2 separate regions of the Rattus norvegicus genome follow, and region 2 is linked to region 1. The links are chromatin contacts, called in public Hi-C maps. All regions are on one chromosome and are shown on one strand. The core of a region is the stretch at or near the end of the contact, and the rest is flanking DNA. Distances in the headings are between cores, read along the strand shown.

Region 1 (5,888 bases), core at 1,706-4,205:
TTGATATAAAAGTAAATTCTCTCCCCTCCCGCCATGGCCGTCCAGTGTGAAAGTGTGGACACTCAATGGTGGGAGGACACTGTTTAGCCAGCACCTCTGTGGGTAGTGGCTTTGCTGCCCCTCTGTGGGACTCCTGACATGGGCCAGCAGACAGGGAAGGTTACAAGGCATGTGTCTAAACCAGGAGACATTCCTTTGGCCAAAACTTAGTCTCGAGGTCACACTTTTCAGAGGAGCCTGGGAAATGGCCAGTTGTCCCCCAAGGAAAAAAAGACAGCACGCTCTTATCAGTAGGCAGGTCTCTCTGGTGTTGTATTTTAACCAAATTGCAGCTAACTCACGGAAGAACTGCCTCCGGTATAGTTAGAGTCCCGTTCTCTTGGCTCGCAGTCGGTACTTAGCCTGGATGACTCCGAGAGCTTCACCCTTTGTGTGACTAGAAGTGAAGCTGACTCACCTTGTCAGCCATTGCTGTGGCTGAGCATAGCCAGTTCTAAAAGTGCTGATCCTGGGCAGGGTGTGCCACACGGGTAGCCTGGAGCCTTCCTTCTTGTCTGTGTGCTAACAGACAAACATCTCCCAGTGGTAACAGCAGCTTTCTGGCCTGGCATATATACTGGTGAGTTACAGTTTCAGTGGTAAATGGGTCAGCCTTTTAAACTTTTGCTATTTTTTTAAATAAATCACCAACATATCCAACATAAAAGTTCACATATACTAATATGAGATTAATTTCTAGGCTATACAGATATGTGTGAATTAAAGTGGTACATGAGTGGCAAGTTGGGGGACATTGTATGGGCTTAAAAGGCTGAAATGCAAGACCAGCATGTACAATGTGTAGTCCCAGTGTGTGCTTCCTTCTCTGTAGCACGTGCTCCCACCACAGGACAAGTGTGTCACATGATAGACAGTAGAACCTGGCATGGACCATGTGTTCTGTGCCGGGTAGATACTTGGATTATTAGAGAACACTGTATTGCATCATTTAATTGTGCCAGCGATCCTATGAAAGGTGTTGTTACTACCAGCTTATCAATGAGCAAAGAAAAGCTACTTCCCTGGCCACGTCAGCCACGGTCCTCCTGCTCCTCTGGCTGGCAGTAATTTAGGAAGCCACTCTAGGAGTGCCCCGCCTGTCTCTGAGCCTCACGCTTCCCATGCCGCTGGAACACTCTTGTGCAAGTTTTTATGCGGCTCTCTGCTTTCATTTGTCCTGATACCTACGTAGGAATGGATTGCTGGGTCATAGGACAGAGCATGGCAGTCATATAATATACCGAAAACCTTTTCCAGAATGGCTACACCAGAAATGTATAAGGCTCCATCTGAGAGACTCCCACTGGCATTTGGATTGTTAATTCTCTTTCATTTTGTTTTTCTATTCCCTGATGACTTGAGAAATTTAACACCTTTTAATGTGCCTTTTGGTCGTTCTGTTGTAAGGTATCCGTTTTGACTTTTCCCACCATTGTGAGAGTTTTATTAATGAATTATACAAGGATGTTTAACATTTAATAATTATCTGGGGGCAGTAGTGCCATGGTGCACTGACGTGGGGGGCAGAGGGCACTTGCAGGGGTCAGGTCTCTCCTTCTACTGTGTGGATCTCAGGCTCAAAATCAAGTCCCCAGTCTCAGCCACAGGCCGCTTGACTGACTGAGCTATCTTCTCAGCCATTTCTTTGTCAACTATATACAGACTATAGATTGCCTTTAGGAAAGAAAATGTTTTTGAATACATTAAGTTGTTAAATGCTGAATTGCCAACTGTCACACTTCTCCTCCACCCCCTCCCTGCTTTTGAGTGTTGTGGGGAGTATCTGCTGGTCAAGGAGTGTCACAGACAGTCCACACCCCAGCTCTCAGGACATCGCCTCTGCCCTCTGAGCCTTATTTTTATGAAGTCTAAAATGGGGATGTTAGTCACCGGCCTCTCTGGGCTGCTGTGAAGGTGACATGAGATGGTATCCAGCACCTAACACAGTACGGCAGAGCTGAGATGGCTGGTGATACCCTGTCGCTAAGGCTATCAGTACTCCAGGCTGCACACCCTGAGCTCCGTCTGTCTGTCTGTCTCCCTCAGGATAGAGAAAGCACCAGCTTCCTTCCCTTGTGTAAGTGAAACCTTGGCCTCGCTTCTACATCCATCCCACTTCCTGGTCCCGAAAGGCTCCTGAGCCAGCCTCTTCCCCTGAGGACCCAGACTTCCTCTCCTTGTGACCAGCATGATCCCCCTGCCTCCACTTCCCTACTGTCTACCCTGTGTGTTGCTGCTGCAGTTACCAACAGCTGCCTTTCTAAACTGGAAAGTCGGGGCTCCTGGGTAGGTGTTCAGGGGAGACCACTTTGCAAGGGCAAGGCTTGGCTGTGAATGGTCTCACCTCTGAGTATAAATACCAGGCTCTCATCTTAGCCAGCCAGAAGGTCCTTCTGCCTACCTTCTAGAGTCTTCATTGGGCCTCGCTGGCTGTCCTTACTGGGGACAGGCCACTCCTTTGCCTTTGGCAGGGTCCAGTCCTTCCATACGTGATCAGAAAATTCAATTATAAAGCCAATTACTGATTTCCTGAGCTTGACAAGGAGACATGAAAGTTTGATTAAGTTTGAATTCCTCTCTGGCTAATTGCCAGCCCGGGCCAAATAGGCTGTGGGAGATTTTTGTTCTCGATTCTGGTTTTTTGTTTTGTTGCAGTGTTCCCGGGATAGGGGAACGGTTTTGTGTTGTGGTCTTTGTGCCCTCCTTACTTGCTGAAAGGCTCTTCCTCCGTTGTGATGCATGAGATGCAAATCCCCCAAAGATTCGTTGCCAGGGTAACAGTCTCCGGAATTGAGCTCAGCTAAACAAAGTCCTTCAGATTTGAAGGGAACAGTGTTTATTTCCCATGCAGAGGCAAGCTCTAGTGCCCACAACAAGGCTGTGTTCAAGGACGCCTGCCTGCGTGAACAGGGGTACAAAAGCCGCTCACTGGTCCCCTCCTCGTCTGCAGCAGTGTGGCTGGGCTCTGGCTGCTTCCCACCCTACACAAAAGCATGGGCAGATGCCGAGGCCACAGAGCGTGGCTTCAGAGGGTGCCTCCTACCAGATGGTTCCTTGGCCCAAGAACCTGCCACGCTGGCCCTCAGCCAGTGGCTCTGCTGAGAGCCAACAGCAAGGCGCAGGTGGGTGGGGCTGGGGAGCCACCCTGTCCCTAGCAGTACACCTAGCTATTTCAGCCATTTCTGGATATGGAACTGGCCTGTGGTCAGAGCAGACTGGAGCTCCACACTGGTGTCTTGAGTTGGCTCTGGGGTACCATTTCCTCCCCTAGGAATAGAAGGGGCGACCCTCAATTTTCTGGAAGTGATGTGCATCATCTAAGAAACTCAAAACTTCTGCCCATGAAAGTCCCTACGTAAATAGAGCCCTTTGTCTTTTCTCAGCCCGTAGGGTTCTGGAGCTCTGGTTAAAGTCCTAGTACCCCTGGAAGAAGAAACATCTGCCCACGACACCTTTTAACCCTCAGCTAGTGGCACTAAGGACAAAGCCCAAGGTGGCTCAGGTACAACTCACCTCCCTCTATGCTCCACTGTGTCCCAAACTTGTGACCTCTTACCTCAGATACCAGTGGCAGAGCCCCACACCTTGCAAAGTACCCACATCCTGCCTTGTCTCCTCATCTACACAGCCACCTCAAGAATCTTCAGCACAGCCATGGGTTGGTGGCCAGCCACCCTGCCCAGCATCTCACGACCTTAGCTGCACGGATGTCTTGGGCAACACACACCTGCTTGCTTGATTGGCTTGTTTGTGTATCTGTTTGTTTGTGTTTAGAAGGTGAGAATTTTTGCAAAGTCTGAATTTGGGTGTTGGCTTTTTTTTTTTTTTTTTTTTTTTAATGAAACTGCACAGCTTCCTAGTAGAGTTGTAATTAGGAAATGCTGTGTTAGTCAGCAAGGCAGAATTGAAAAATAACCAGGCAGTGCTGGATGGAGTGCTCCCCCCTCCTTAGACATTTCAGTTTTGCCACACTGGGGGAGAGGGAGGTGTGAAGAGAGGAAAGATGTGTGCAGCTGAGCAGGACCGGGCGGAGGCTGTGCTCCTGCTCTATACAGAATTTAAAAGCAACGAGAGTCAGTGTGTGGGGTGCTCTTCCCATCAGTCAAACAAGAGGTGAGGTGAGGAGGGGGCAGTGAAGGAGGGGTTAGGAGGCCGGGCCAGGATAGGTAACTGCAGAGAGCCGTAAGATCGCCAGCATGCCAGGGCACCGGTGACAGCCTCGGCAACGCCTACACACTGAGCATGTACATGCCGGCGCTGTGCCAGGGACCCTGTTTCTGGATTTATCCCAGCCAACAGGCTCCATTTAATAGCCATATGTTTATCTTAGTGTGAATCCAAGGAATAATAATTGTGGCATCCTGAAAGGAAGGCCAGCGTATGGGCTTTAACTTGGTTAAAAGTGAGTTAGTTACGTGAAATGTATTGAGAACGTGAGGGTCTGCGGCATCTCACAGGAGCAGACCTTCTGACACAGGGACAGAGAGGTCTTGGGTGCTGGCAACACTCACCGTATCCACCCCTGTCATGGATTGAGTGACATATCCATGTGACACAGCGATAGCTGGCAGAGCCAGCACTGGGCTCTGCAGGCCAAGTGAGAGCCCACAGCCCTGGTAAACGTTCTCATCCTTGCTGTACAGGTGCCGTCCCCAGCCCTAGCATCCGCCTTCCCAGAGCTGCCGCTTCGGGGATTTTTTTTTTTTTTTTTTTTTGCTTATGACGCAAGCCATGCTCTGGGGAGTTGGGGCCTGAGCTGTGCTTCCTCTGAACCAGTGCACGGGATCCACTGAAAAGCCCTTTCAGAAGGAGCTGGCGTGATGCTGCATGTGACTGGCAGAGCTGTGGCTGCCAAGCATTGGCTGAGCACAACCCGAAGGGGCCTGTCCTTTCTGCCCTGGTCTCTGCGACACTTACTCCCTCTCTCTTGTCCCTGAATTACTTTCTATAATGAGCTATGGACTTGATACATCAAGTAACTTGGGGTTTTTTGAATGCCTCTTTCTATATGCTGTAACCTCCAAGCCGCACTGCACCTGACTTGTGTAGACCTGACACTGGGCACACTGTGCACAGGGCTGTAGCCGAGGGCCCCTCTCTGCCCAGAGCAGCAGGTGGGGAAAGGGCAGGATGGAAATCAGTTGGTACACAGGCCAGGTTTATGGCCCTGCTGGGGGAAATCAGCACAGATTACCTGAGGAGAGAGCATTCGCCCAAGCCCAGAAACCTTTCAGATGCCCATGCTTTATAATCGAGCAGGATGGGTCTAACCTGGGATTTACAAGCCCCCAAATGAAAATCGGGTGAGCATGAGTATACATGTGTACATGTGCCCACCCCATATGTGACTGCGTGTGTAGCTCCTGGGGGAAGGGTGAGGGAGGGGAAGTGGGGAGAGAGAGGGAGAGAGAGACAGAGAAAGAGAGACTAAGCTTTATGAGACTTAGGCCTTCCTCTCCTCCCAAAAGTGGCCACCTAAGTACGCACCTGGTGCCAGCCCAGCTCCTTTAGCTATCGGTACAGCACAGAGCAGCTGCTGCCCACCGACTGCCCCTCAGGCTCTACTGTCTTCAGTGGCTTCTGTTCCTTTAGGGCTCATAGCACCTAGAGAAGGTGGGGTCTCACAGTGGGAATGATGACATCTGGGGAGCCCCACAGTCTGCAGCAGAGTTGGGATGGAAATCTAAGACCACCTACCTCCAGCTCCCTCACAGTGTGTTGACAAATGAGGTATCTCAGGAACACGATGACTCGGATCGAACAAAAACTCAGACAACAGAACAGAAAGGAATTAAGGTTGGGAAACTTGTCTGCTGTGCCTGTGTGACCACAATTATTCTCATCCTCAA
Region 2 (5,888 bases), core at 1,856-4,355, 110 kb before region 1:
ATTAATGAGTTTGTTGACCGTTAATCATTTATTCAAGTCTCTGTGTGGAGGCTCAGCTTGCTCATCTGTAAAATGGGTGCCAGACTGTATTTCATTAAACCAAAATGTGCAAGGCCTTGCAAGAACTTTCGGAAATAAATGGGATTATCGAGCCACTGAAGAGGCTAGGGAGAAAAATAAATGACTAGGTTCTGGGACCAATTCTACACGTGCCGAAGGGGTAGATGGGGTATCTAAGGGAGTATCTAAAGGAGCAGAGGACTTTACAGTGAAAACGTTGTTCCATGCATACTACGTACATTGAGTCTACACTGGCTACGGATCATAAGGGAGGGTTTACCTGAAGCAATGAAGGCTTCGTGATGGGAGAGCAACTAGAGAAGAAGCCAAGGCCTCTGGATTGGTTAATGCTGCAAGGAGCATTCGCTGGTACCTAGGCAGTCAGAGCAGCTCTGAGCGAAGCTTTAGATGTACAATCAAGAACAGAAAAATGGCCTTTCATTCTTTGGGGCCTACATCTTGTTACCGAATAACATCCCACACCATTTGTCTTTTCTCACATCCCCTGGCCTTTTGTAATCAAATGTAGGACACCTCCGAAGTTTTCTCTTATCAATCTGTCTTCCCAGTCTGGGCTTTTTCCACTCATCCACGGTGCTTCCCACACTAGCGTCTAACTGAGGTTTATGTGGGAGAATCGTATGGGATAATTTTTGTAAAAGTGCTCCGTAAGCTGTAAAGCACTGTACAGATGAAGTGGATTATTATGAGTCTTTTATGAAACTCAGCCACAAAGATGCAAGGTGACCCAGAAAAGGAGAAAAAGAAGAGGGTAAAGAAGAAGAGGGGGAGGAATAAGAACAACGACGACAGCAACAACAGTAACAATAAGAAAACAGGGTAGGCAAATTTGAAACCCATCTACAGTGCTGGAACATAATCTTACATACGAAGTCAGTAGATTCTCATAGGTACTGGGGGAGTGAAGAAAAACTCAAAAAAAGTAGTTTATACCTCTGCCATATCAGCAAGGAGGAAGGCCAGGCACTTAGAAGTCAAGGATGGCTTCATCTTCCCAAACACGATCAGAATGCACCCAGGAACTTGAAAGTCACTTGACAGGAACAAACACTAACTACATCTAATAGGGTATCCCCGCCACCGCTGCCACCGCCACCACTGCCACCGCCGCCCTGCCCCATGCCAGTACACAGTGAAAACGGGTTGATCCTTACCTTCGGTCCATCAAACGCAGTCTTGTACAAACAGCAGAACTAACAGTGGGTTTTTTTTTTCCCTGAATCTGGTTCATGGTGGATCGGTGCACCTGTCCCCAGCCACCTCTGGAGGAAGCAAGGTCCACAGAACGTTGAGCGCCTGAGAGCTCTGTTTTGGATCTGGAAGCACAATTTTAGTGATACTTGATTTTTTAAGCCAAACCAGCCTCATCTTCTAATAATATCCCCACCCAATGCAAACAGGAAAGAATATAGAGAAGGGGGTATTATTTATTTGCGGTATAAAACAACTCTGTAGAATTCTTTTGTTCGTTTCCTAAGATAGGTAGGATATGACCCAAATTTAAATATTCCAATTATATTACATATAACTTTTGACACAGACATTTGTAGAGTAAGACAAACCCACATTGGGAAACACCAAACTTAAAAATATGCAGGAGAAAAATATTTTCTTCTGGGTGGGTCTTAATTACCATTTTCCCCAATTGCAAATAATTTTTTTTGCTGGGTGACATTTCCAAAATAGGGTTTTTCTCCCCATTGTTGAAATGAAGCAAATAAGTTTCCTTTCGGAGTCACAGAAATGCCCAACAGTTAAAAAAACAAAAACAAAAACAAAAAAACAAAAACCCATGTTTTTCATTGGCCCCTTGCCTGTCTTTTCCCTGGGCAGCCTTGCCTGTGGCTCTTCTATCTAGGAAGGCCCCTGGGGCTGCCTGATGGAACTTATTGTAGAACTATTTTGTGCAGTCAGGATTAATTCTTCAAACTCTCAGAGACCACCCAGAACATGACCGATCTTTGGCAACTGTCTACTGTTTTCCCCAGTGCTGGGTTAGCTGTTTGCTGATTAACTGACCCTGGTTTCTGACTATTTGAGAAGATATGGGGTGTATTTCTTCTAGTAGTTTGTTATTTTAAGATGAAAGGAGGAAGAAACCTCTCATCAAAAACCTTTGAAGAATTCATTTTTACCGGTTTGTGTTCTGGGAATACAAGAATTCGAGAACCAAGCAAGACCATCGGTTCATCATATAGAGAAAAATTTAAGGGAGCAAGAGGCTCTCATGAAACACTGTCCCTGGGCCTTTGGCATCAAGCCATCCTAGGATGGTAACCATCTCTAGCAACAGAGGCTGTGGGAATCTCGCGGTAAGGCTCACATTGGCTAAGGGAGGCAAAAACTCCTGAGGAACAGGCCGTGCCTCTTCTCAGCCTGCTGCGTTCCTCTCTGCGAGCCCAGTCTGTATACACTAGATGCTCCATAATGCAGACCCAAGTCACTGAGCCCTGGCACGTTATTATGGAGTGCGCGGGTTTATCCTGACCCACTACCTCCTCACATCTGCTGAGGCACCATAGCTCGGCTAGGGGCTATACACCTCCAGCTGCGCAGGAGAACAATCAGAAAGGCGATCTGCCGGAGACAGGACTCAGAGCCCGAGGGACCAGGAAGCTGGAGGCTGGGGCCAAGGGCTGGGGACCACCTGACCGCCGCGCTGGGGTTGACAGGAGGCGGGCCGGGCGCGCGAGACCCGCCAGGGTGGGGCGGGGTGGGGCGCAGGCGCGCGCCCGGCGCCAGGCCCCTCCCTCCCGAGCCCGCACGTTCCCGAAGCTGCGGGGGAGGGGACCCGAGAGCGGGCGGCGCCTCGCGCGCGCGCGCGCCCGCCGGCTGACGCGTCCCGCGGGCATGCGCGCCGCCCCCGCCCGCGCCGTCCCCCGGGCCCTGGCGCGCGGCCCTGTGACGTCAGCGGGCGCCTGGAGGAGCTGCGCAGGACCAAGCGCACTCGCGCGCTGCGCTCGCCTCATCTCCCCCCCCCCCACCTCCCGCCCGGCCCGGCACGCGCGCGTGCCCTGCCCTCCCTGCCCGCCTCTTCTCGCGCTCCCCGCTGGCCGCGGCTCTCTCGCGCTCTCCCTGTCTCCTGTCCGCTCCGCCGAGCGATGCGAGTTCTGGGCCCCGGCGACGCCGCCTCCAGCTAGAGATCTGCACCCCTCACCCCCGGCCCGGCCCTCTGCCCAGCCCTGCCCTGCGCGCGGGGGTCGGAGAAGGCGCCGCGGACGCACCGACGGCCGAGGAGCGGCGATGCACATGCACTAGCGGCACCCCCTAACTCACTCCCTCCACACCCCGCGCCGCCGCCGCCGCCACCGCCTCCGCCTCCGCCTCCTCCTCCGCCTCCGGCAGCCGCGGCAGAAGGACCCACCCTGCCCCCCACCCCACCCTCCGCCGGCTCCGGCTGCGGATCCAGCCTCGACTCCTATTTTATTTATTTTGGGTCGTGCACTAGTCTCGGTGCCTGCAACCCGCGCCTCCCGGGCCCGCGGGCGCCTCCTCTCTCGGCTCCGGAGCCCCAGACCCCGGCCACCCTCACCTCGACACCCCCAGACCCCAGCCAGCCGCCGCTAATCTTCGCCGCTGGAATCTTGATAGAGGCTGTCCTTTTGGGGGGATTCTGGTCTTTCGACAATTTTGTTCCCAACCAAGGAAAGGATATCGTGATTTTCTCCCCTTTGAGCCCAGGCTCTGCTCTGTGGGGGGGTGGGGGGCGCGCCGACCCGAGGAGTCGTGCCAGCCGAGTCGTGCGGGCTGTGGCAGGGAAGGGGCCACCATGGGATGTACTCTGAGCGCAGAGGAGAGAGCCGCCCTCGAGCGGAGCAAGGCGATTGAGAAAAATCTCAAAGAAGATGGCATCAGCGCCGCCAAAGACGTGAAATTACTCCTGCTGGGTAAGGACCTCGGTAGCCACCCCCGCCCCTCGACCCCGGCCACAGTTCCCTACCCGACTTGCGCCCCGGGAGACCTGGTCCCGGAGTTGGCACCACCATGTGCCCAGGAGCGCCCACCCCTTGCATGCCTTGAAGCCCCCTTCCCATTTCTATGAGCTGACACTCACCAGTTTTCCCCCTTCTCTGTGTCCCAACAGGGGCTGGAGAATCAGGAAAAAGCACCATTGTGAAGCAGATGAAGTAAGTCCCTATGGCATTGGGATTTGTACTTTTATTAATAATTTTATGTCGTTTTTATTATCTTGATCAACCATAATTGCTCCCCGGTCCTGGTTTTTAATTCGTGCTCACACAGAAGAGACCCGGTTTTGCCTCCCCTCCCCCACTCCCTACGTTGGTACTGGGTTCCCCACCCCAACTCCTGGGGTCGGTGTTTTGGGGGAGGGAAGGGGAGCGCCTCTAGTTGTATGAATGACAGTGTCCGCCATATTGATCAGAACATCACACTATTAGCGTGATTATGATCATAACTCTTGCTTGTGGAGTATTTTGTGTTTTGCTGCCTCCATTTCTGTCTCTGCCTCATTTTCTTTCCCCTCCTCCTCCACCCCACCTCTCGAATCCCACTTCCCCCTGCTTCCCTCGAGGCAGTGATTTTGAACTTGACTAAAACATGGAGGGGACCCAGCCCTAGCAGATTGGGGTGGAGGATCCAGTGTTTGCTGTTCATGAGTTTGGTGCTGAATTCCTGGTAGCTGTGGCTTAGACCCTCTCCCCCCAAGAGCGAGCAAGGATTAGGGGAGGGGGCGTGCACTAGGGAGAAAGGGTGGGTTTCCAAGCGGATGTGACAGACACAGCCTCATCCAAGGCAGAGGTGGAAGGGGGAGGCTGTCTGTGTTGCTGAATGAAAGCAAGTCTCATCTGTCCTCCAGCCCCTCTCCTCCCTGACCCTCCAGGCTTTGCTCTTCTGACACCCGCAGTTTCCTGTCGCTGTGTAGCCTTTATTCTTATATTTACACTCTACTTAGGCCAGGTTCCCTGTAGTCTACTTTCAATGCGGATTTCAGGCCCTACTTGCCACCGCCCCCTTCTGCATTAGATATCAGTTTCCCCTCCTAATTAACTGGGGGTGGATTTGAGTGATGATTGAAAATTAAAACAAAATGGGATATTCCTTCCTTTCCACATTTCCCCCAATAAGGAGCCTCGCCCGTCCTTCCCCTTCTCTGGCTTGCTTCTTGCCCCATCCACTCCACAGCTCCTAGTGAGCCTACAGGCAGCTTTGCCTGGGGAGGGGTGGCTGGCAGGGAACCCGTGCATGCCTTCCGGGCCTCCTGGCCCTGCTTCCGTTGGCCTGTCAGTTCGGGACGGAGGAGTTCGTTAGGACCGTTTAGCGAGGATTCCATGTCGCTTTGCTGTGACACCTTCGTGCACACACAGCTCCTAATTAGAGGTTGCTGTGCAGTAAACAAAAATGATTATTTTTCAACTTGACAGAATAGCCGAAGTAATTGCATCCCGTAGGAAAACAATGGAAAATAAAAACCCCCTTCGAGGGAAGGTGGGTGGGAGACAAATCGTGCTTGCTGTTTCAAAACCAAGAAGCAAAAATTCTTGCATGTGTAACAGGCATGACAAGCGAGTTCCAGGCGGCGCCATGATGGTAGGGAGCCGCGACTAGGAGACAGTTTCCTCCATCTGCTTGGCATATTCTTATTTGCGTTCGAGAGCTCCCGGGGGCTTTCTTCTCACAGGCCCCTTCGGCTAGCCTCACCCTTCTGAGCCACCAGTAATTTAGCCTGGGGTTTCTCTGGGGCTTGTGCAGTCCAAATGGATGGAGAGGCGGGGCCTGGGGAATTGCTTTTTGCAACAAGGTGCATGTTGCATCTGCCTGGAGCCCTCGCGTTGTCGGGAAAATGC

The links. Hi-C and Micro-C count contacts between places; a contact is called where the count stands out from the background.
Region 2: a Hi-C map of prefrontal cortex shows a contact between it and region 1, with 4 times the contacts expected there. The contact joins the promoter of Gnao1 here to the enhancer-like site in region 1. A contact is called at or near these places in 1 of 12 Hi-C or Micro-C datasets (prefrontal cortex) and 1 of 1 datasets of contacts at active chromatin or transcription factors (oligodendrocytes).

What each region holds. Positions count from the first base shown.
Region 1 is chr19:11,086,993-11,092,880 of GRCr8, reverse strand. The region is part of intron 3 of Gnao1 (G protein subunit alpha o1); the gene reads left to right. It also overlaps a transcript of LOC134483691 not described here. Among named protein-coding and RNA genes, the nearest start is that of Amfr, 87 kb to the right of the region's middle. Within about 2 kb of position 2,955, at least 61 of the 93 cell types and tissues checked have an H3K27ac peak or open chromatin away from gene starts, as enhancers often do. A contact at or near this core is called in prefrontal cortex, where this site is marked.
Region 2 is chr19:11,195,654-11,201,541 of GRCr8, reverse strand. Gnao1 (G protein subunit alpha o1) reads left to right here and starts at 3,105. Exons shown (of 8, transcript NM_001414910.1): 1 at 3,105-3,968; 2 at 4,166-4,208. The coding sequence starts at 3,851. It also overlaps a transcript of Ces5a not described here.